Regions from separate parts of the Ovis aries genome. Here region 1 is linked to region 2. The links are chromatin contacts, called in public Hi-C maps. All regions are on one chromosome and are shown on one strand. The core of a region is the stretch at or near the end of the contact, and the rest is flanking DNA. Distances in the headings are between cores, read along the strand shown.

Region 1 (3,733 bases), core at 970-3,469, 370 kb before region 2:
TGTTGGACAAGACTCTTGAGAGTCCCTTGGACTGCAAGGAGATCCAACCAGTCTATTCTGAAGGAGATCAGCCCTGGGATTTCTTTGGAGGGAATAATGCTAAAGCTGAAACTCCAGTACTTTGGCCACCTCACACGAAGAGTTGACTCATTGGAAAAGACTCTGATGCTGGGAGGGATTGGAGGCAGGAGGAGAAGGGGACGACCGAGGATGAGATGGCTGGATGGAATCACTGACTCGTTGAACGTGAGTCTGAGTGAACTCTGGGAGATGGTGATGGACAGGGAGGCCTGGCGTGCTGTGATTCATGGGGTCGCAAAGAGTCGGACACGACTGAGCGACTGGACTGAACTGAACTGAATGTCCTAGGTAGATTCAAAGATGCATGAAACACCAGGGTTTATTTTTGAAAATAAAATACTAAGTAGAATAGCACAACTAAAAAAAAAAAAACCAAGTTATATTTTTGTGGTTTTTTTTTCAACTTTAACATGAGTATTAAAACATGTACTTCTTTTAGAGTTCTGAGTTGTTCCATCACCATGTGTTTTAAACTGACTAGTTTTAAATTCACTTATTATTTCTTTACATGTTGCTTCCATTAAAAATAACTTTCCTGGGAATTCCTTGGCTGTCTAGTGGTTAGGATGCTGTGCTCTCACTGTTGAGGGAAAGGGTTCAATCCCTGGTTGGGGAACTAAGATCTTGCAAGCCACATGGTGTGGTCAAAAAAATAAAGGTTAACTTTTCTTCCTATAGGCTGTCAGTGAAGCCCTTCTCTCTACATGGGCGGCCCCTCGTGTCAGTCTGTATAGGAGCCGTTCACCTGCAAATGACTTTATTCTGTGTATTTTTAAAATGTATTTCATTGAAGTATAGTTGATTTACAATGTTGTGTTAATTTCTATTGGGCAGTAAAGTGATTGAGCTATACATACACCCGTTCTTGTTCATGTTTTTTTACATTATGGTTTATCATAGGACATTGAATATAATGCCCTGTGTTATATGGTAGGACCTTGTTGTTTATCCATCCTGCAGTTTGCATCTGCTAACCCCAAACTCCCAGTCCTTCCCTCCCCCTTGACAACCACAAGCCTGCTCTCTCTGTCTGTGTGCCTGTTTCGTAGATGCGTTCACTTGTGTCATGCTGTGGATTTCATTTTTATACGATATCATATGGTATTTGTCTTTCTCCGACCTACTTCACTCAGTATGATGATCTCTAGGTCCATCCATGTGGCTGCAAATGGCCTTATTTCATTCTTTTTGTGGCTGAGTAATATTCCACTGTATGCACGCACCACGTCTTCTTTATCCATTTCTCTGCTGATGGACACTTAGTTTGTTTCCATGTCTTACTGACTGTGAATAGAGCTGCTATGAACACTGGGGTGCACTATCTTTTTGAATTAGGGTTTTCTCTGGATATATGCCTAGGAACGGGATTGCTGGATTGTATGGTAACTATTTTTAGTGTTTGGGGAACCTCCATACATAGTGGCTGCACCAGTTTACGTTCCAAGTGGCTTTGTTCTAAATGTGGGCTTTAACAAACACACCACAGAAATTATGTTGCTGGAGCCCCAGGAAGGCCGCAAGGGAGGAATGACAAGGACAGAATGACCTGCAGATAGGAGCAACCTCAGTGAGCCTCCTTCATGACACTGTGGCCCATGACACTCTTGGACTGTAGACCAGGCAGGCTGTGCCCTGGTGTCTTGACACGTCGAGTGTTTGTTTGTGATGCCTCCTCCCCCTCCAGCGCTGCTGCAAAACCCCGGACCCATGCAGATCAGCAAGCTCGTGGCAGCGTCACGCTGTTCAACCTCCTGAACCCACTGGATCAGTCCCAGTGGAGGCAAAGAGTTCACGCGCCAGGGCCAATGCCTCCCAGGCTTTCATCTCTGTTCCAAGAAATCTGACATTTTCAAAAATCCAAAATCAATTGGAATGGAGCCGGCTTTGTCCAGCAGATTATTAATGGCCCTGGAGCCGACTGATCATATTTGCACAACCTTTCAATAAACAGCTTCAACAACAACTAGGGTGGAAAAGAAAGCACACACCTCCCATCCAGTCAGGAAAAACGCGAGGTATTGATTTCACCACCTCCTTCTCCATCCCCCCACTTTCAAAACAAATGTAGAGTCTTACCCCAGGGCAGTGGATCGAGGCCAATCCCCCGTGTCACCAGGTCCCGACTGCATTTTGCTGGCACAGTGCATTGCCTGCTTTTAGCTGGAGTAACTTCCAAGGTTTCCCGAGGCCGAGGATATAAACAACTGAATCAGGGGGAAGGCAGACATGAAATGAATGTCTGCTGGGGCCAGGAACTCCAGGTAGCTTTCCCTGACTGATGACTTCTCAGCTTGATGGAAAGATGCCGCCATAAACCTCAGTGGGAAGGTCTAGTCCTCCAAGAGCCTGTAAACAGAAGTCACTCGTGCCGGAGGGCGCAGAGCAGCACAAAGAGCTCTCGGCCGGGGGAACGTTTCAAAATCTTCACTAGGCTCCTTTCTGTCTTAGACTCTGTCTTGTTAGTGGAAGGGCCTGGCATGCTGCAGTCCATGGAGTCGCAAAGAATCACACATGACTTATCGACTCAACGACAGCAATAGCTGTTTGTGGGAAAGAGAAGGCGCGGGAGAGGCTCCCAAGGACCCTGGTGTTCTGGTCTACACGCCGTCCGTGCTCCTCTGCTGGCCTGACAGCCTTCTTGGTCCTCCCTGTTGAGACTTTGGCAAGGACAGCTCTAGGACGCAGGTTTTCTCCAAAAAGCTGACATCTCATGTGACAGCTAACAGTTAGCTGTTACTTGCGCAACACCCCTCCTACTCCCTGACCTCCATCGGCCTTCATGATTCGTTAAACTGGTTTTGCTTATTCTTCTCCTTCACCAGGTGTTTTTAGCTCCCATCTGACTGTATTGTCGCCCTACTGTTTGAGCCTGAGGATAATCTCTAAGGTCTATATGTTACCTTCCAACAAAGGATAATAGATACGGTTGAGAGGCAAGAGCACAGATGCTATGGGTAGATGGATAGGAGGTGGGTTATTCATTCAAGAGATGCTACACATAGGCATTAACTACCAGGCGCTGAAGTGAAGTGAAAGCTGCTCAGTCGTGTTCAACTCTTTGCGACCCCATGGACTGTATAGTCCATGGAATTCTCCAGGCCAGAAATACTGGAGTTGGTAGCTGTTCCCTTCTCCAGGGGATCTTCCCAACCCAGGGATCAAACCCAGGTCTCTCGCGTTGCAGGAGGATCCGTTACCAGCTGAGCCCCAAGGGAAGCCCAAGAATACTGGAGTGGGTAAACCATCACTTCTCCAGTGGATCTTCCTAACCCAGGAATTGAACCAGGGTCTCCTGCATTGCAGGAAGATTCTTCACCAACTGAGCTATCAGGGAAGCCTTATATGCAGCCTAAATGGCAGCTGAGTTCTGCACCCAGATTCAGCTGGAGGAGGGGGAATTTGGACTAGTTGTTCAGCCCACAGCTGCCCCACCTGTAACCACACGAATATGATGCCCCTGGGTTTCCATGAGAATTTAGGGGGACAATGGGCAAGGCTAGCATTTGGCAGGACTCAATAATTTTTTGTTTCTTATTTTTCATTTGGGCTGAACACAAGGGAGGCAGTTTGGGAGGATAATCTGATCCACAAAAACTTGACTCCTTAGTTAGATGAACCCACGAAGCCACGGCCACTCTTCTGTACTTATCAC
Region 2 (3,794 bases), core at 464-2,963:
AATAACAAATAACAACAACAAAAAAAACCCACTCAATAAATGCCCTCATCAAGAGCTGTTAAGGGACTCCCTGGTGGTCCAGTGGTTAAGACTCTACTCTCCCAATGCAGAGGGTTCCCTAGTTGCGGAACTAGATTCCACGCAGGCTGCAACTAAGAGTTTGGCATGCTGCAAGGAAGGTCCTTCGAGCTGTGTAACTAAGACTGGGCAAAGCCAAAAATAATTTTTAAGAAAAGAGCTACTAATACACACGTTTGGTACCAAAAGTGCCTTTCTGGAGAGCAACGATCCTGAGTACATTTCTCAACAGTCCCCCTAAGATGTAGCTTTGACTGCCCCCCACCAAGTCTTCCTGCCAGAGTCAGAGACCCAGAAGGTGCCTGTGCCCACCCCCTTCCCCAGACCCACACCCACCTGCAGGACGTGCTGCTGCCCCTCTGGCTCCATTCAATGGTTTCCACTTCTCTCTAGGATTTCACCTATTTGCATAGCTCAGCCTTCAAGAGTTTCTCTGCCTTTTGTCTGTCCTCCTCACTCCTGATGACTCAGCCACACAGCCTCTCCCGGAATTTATGACACCTCCTGTCTCAGTCTTTGTCCAACATTTTCCACCTGGGCTATTCTTATTTATCCCTCAGGCTGAGCTTGCATGCTCTGGCAGTGAGGTCTCAACCTAAATTACTCTCATGTGTCACCTTCCCTATAGGGACACACAACCGTTTGTGTTTTTATTGGTTTTCAGCTCCAGCTCCTTCCTTGAGTGGTAAGTTTCAGGAGAGTAAAGAAAGCATCTGTCTTGTTCACTGACATAAACCCCCAGCGCCAAGCCCAGGGCTCAGCTGGGATAGGAGAAAGACTCAGGTGAATACATGAGTGGGTTCGAGGAGGTTGATATTGTTACCACTGACAGGTTTAGTGATTTCCTGCTGCTGCACATCTGGGTTGGTGGTGCTCGTGGTAAAGAACCCGCCTACAAGAGATGCAGGTTCCATCCCTGGGGAAGAGATGCAGGTTCCATCCCTGGGGAAGAGATGCAGGTTCCATCGCTGGGGAAGATCCCTTGGAGGAGGGCATGGCAACCCACTCCAGTATTCTTGCCTGGAGAATCCCAGGGACAGAGGAATCATAAAAAGTCAGACACTACCGAAGTGACTTAGCACATACGCACACACATCTAGCAGGAAGACGTGCGGTCTAGGTGACTGCATCCCCTGGAAAATTGAAGGGCGGTGGGAAGGGAGGGGGAGCAGGCAGGTGAGAAGATTCTAGAGGGGTCGTTCTCAGACTCAGATCCCTCCTCGAGCGGGGCCGTGTAAGAATACGCGAGAAGCACATTCAATGCTTACACTTAACTGCAGAAAGTATTTTTGTTTTCATCATCCGGAGTGAGCAAGGGTCTCCCCTACAAGCATCCCTCTGTCTGGAGAAGGAGAGCAGACAATACAAGACTTCTCCTCTGAGAGCAGATTTGTGGGTTTGAAGGAAGCTCGCGGGTTTAATAGGCGACTGAGACAGTGCTTGAGGCCTCTCAGTTCCCTGGGAACCGCGAGCGCCAGGCTGCGGGGCGCAGGAACGTTGAGTTGTGGGGACCCAGCTGGTGGAAAAGGCTGCCCCGGGCCCGGCCAGGCGGACGCGCCGGGGGAGCGCACGGCAGAGGGCGCCCGAGAGCCGAGCCTGGCGTGCTCGGCAGGTGCGCCTGCGCCACCAGGTGACCCGACCAGCTCGCGCCGCGAGAGCGCCGGGACCCGCCCCTTCTCCCCCGCCTCCTCCACCCCGCCCGGATCTCCCCGTGCTTTTGTGTGAGAACGTGCTCAGAGACCCTCCGGCGATCCGAAAAACATCTGCTGGCCATTGTTACTGTTATTCCGGTGTGTAAGCGACAGGTGATCTTAAGAAAGCCGCCAAGGGCCTTTGGGATCAGAACAGGGCTGCGGGATGTGTTTGGGGAGCTGGTTTTTGTTTGTGGAGTGTGTTGTTTCCATGGGTAGTGGGTTTTGCTTGTTTTGTTTTAATGTATAGGTTAAAATTTGTCATTCTGGAAAAGTGCTTTTTTCCCCGAGTGACTTGACCCATCTCTGGCGATTTCCCTTCTCAAACGACTGATGGGAAAAGAACAATTGAAACAGGTCAAAATAAGAGAGAAACTTCCCAAGGGACTGTTTATCAGTCCCTTTGACCGATAAACTTTGACTCCCCCCTCCCCCCTTGCCCCTACTCCCTTACTGAAAATGAGATTCATTAAGTCAAAAAGGAATGTCAGAGCTGGAAGCCAGTGTTGAAATTAAACCACCTTCTCATTGTTAGGTAGATGGAACAGGAGGCCCAGAGGGGATAAAGGACTTGTCCAAGGTCACAGCGCCCTTGAGCATGGTGGGACTGAAGTTTTCATGGTGTGTGTGAAGCTTTCATTCTACATTTTATATCACTCAGAAAAGGAAGGGAAAGTGAAATGATTTTAACATCCTAGAATCCTGTCTCTTCAAGATGGTAGATGTTGGTATTTTTGCTATATAATTTTCCATAATTTTAAAGTTATATCAATCAGTTCAGCTCAGTCACTCAGTCGTGTCTGACTTTTTGCAACCCCATAGTCTGCAGCCTGCCAGCCTTCCCTGTCCATCACCAACTCACGGAGCTTACTCAAACTCATGTCCATCAAGTCAGTGATGCCATCCAACCATCTCATCCTCTATCATCCCCTTCTCCTGCCTTCAATCTTTCCTAGCATCAGGGTCTTTCCCAATGAGTCAGCTCTTCACATCAGGTGGCCAAAGTATTGGAGCTTCAGCTTCAGCATCAGCCCTTCCAATGAATATTCAGGACTGATTTCCTTTAGGATGGACTGGTTTGATCTCCTTGCAGTCCAAGGGACTCTCAAGAATCTTCTCCAGCACAATTTGAAAGTATCAATTCTTCAGCGCTCAGCTTTCTTTATGGTCCAACTTTCACATCCATACATGACTACTGGAAAAACCATAGCTTAGACTAGACAGACCTTTGTTGGCAAAGTAATGTCTCTGTTGTTTAATATGCTGTCTAGGTTGGTCATAGCTTTTCTTCCAAGGAGCAAGTGTCCTTTAATTTCATGACTGCACTCACCATCTGCAGTGATTTTGGAGCCCAGAAAAATAAAGTCTTTGTTTCCATTGTTTCCCCATCTATTTGCCATGAAGTGATGGGACCAGATGCCATGATCGTAGTTTTTTTAATGTTGAGTTTTAAGCCAGCTTTTTCACTCTCCTCTTTCACTTTCATCAAGAGGCTCTTTAGTTCTTCTTCACTTTCTGCCATAAGGGTGGTGTCATCTGCATATCTGAGGTTATTGATATTTGTCTCGGCAATCTTGGTTCCAGCTTGTGCTTCATCCCGTCTGGCATATCGCATGATGTACTCTGCATAAAAGTTAAATAAACAGGGTGACAATATACAGCCTTGACGTACTCCTTTCCCAATTTGGAACCAGTCTATTGTTCCATGTCCAGTTCTAACTGCTGCTTCTTGACCTGCATACAGATTTCTTAGGAGGCAGGTAAAATGGTCTGGTATTCCCATCTCTTTAAGAATTTTCCAGTTTATTGTGATTCACACAGTCAACAGCTTTGGCGTGGTCAATAAAACAGAAGTAGATGTTTTCTGAAGCTCTCTCGATTTTTCTATGATCCAACGGATGTCAATAGTTTTATCAAAACTTATATCAAAAAAAAAAAAAACTTATATCAGCTTCCCAAAACCATGTCAGCCCGTTCATGTTGCTTTGTAACTGTGTTGTTTGTGTGTGTCAGTGTATCTACAAC

Evidence for each region. A called contact is a pair of places that touch in the nucleus more often than the background predicts.
Region 1: a contact with region 2 is called in a Hi-C map of liver, with 8 times the contacts expected there. The contact joins two enhancer-like sites. A contact is called at or near these places in 9 of 16 Hi-C or Micro-C datasets (blood, hypothalamus, liver and 5 more).

What each region holds. Positions count from the first base shown.
Region 1 is chr10:32,827,732-32,831,464 of ARS-UI_Ramb_v3.0, reverse strand. No RefSeq gene overlaps it. Among named protein-coding and RNA genes, the nearest start is that of GTF3A, 53 kb to the right of the region's middle. Within about 2 kb of position 2,219, at least 2 of the 54 cell types and tissues checked have an H3K27ac peak or open chromatin away from gene starts, as enhancers often do. A contact at or near this core is called in liver, where this site is marked.
Region 2 is chr10:32,452,285-32,456,078 of ARS-UI_Ramb_v3.0, reverse strand. No RefSeq gene overlaps it. Among named protein-coding and RNA genes, the nearest start is that of TRNAC-GCA, 18 kb to the right of the region's middle. Within about 2 kb of position 1,713, at least 5 of the 54 cell types and tissues checked have an H3K27ac peak or open chromatin away from gene starts, as enhancers often do. A contact at or near this core is called in liver, where this site is marked.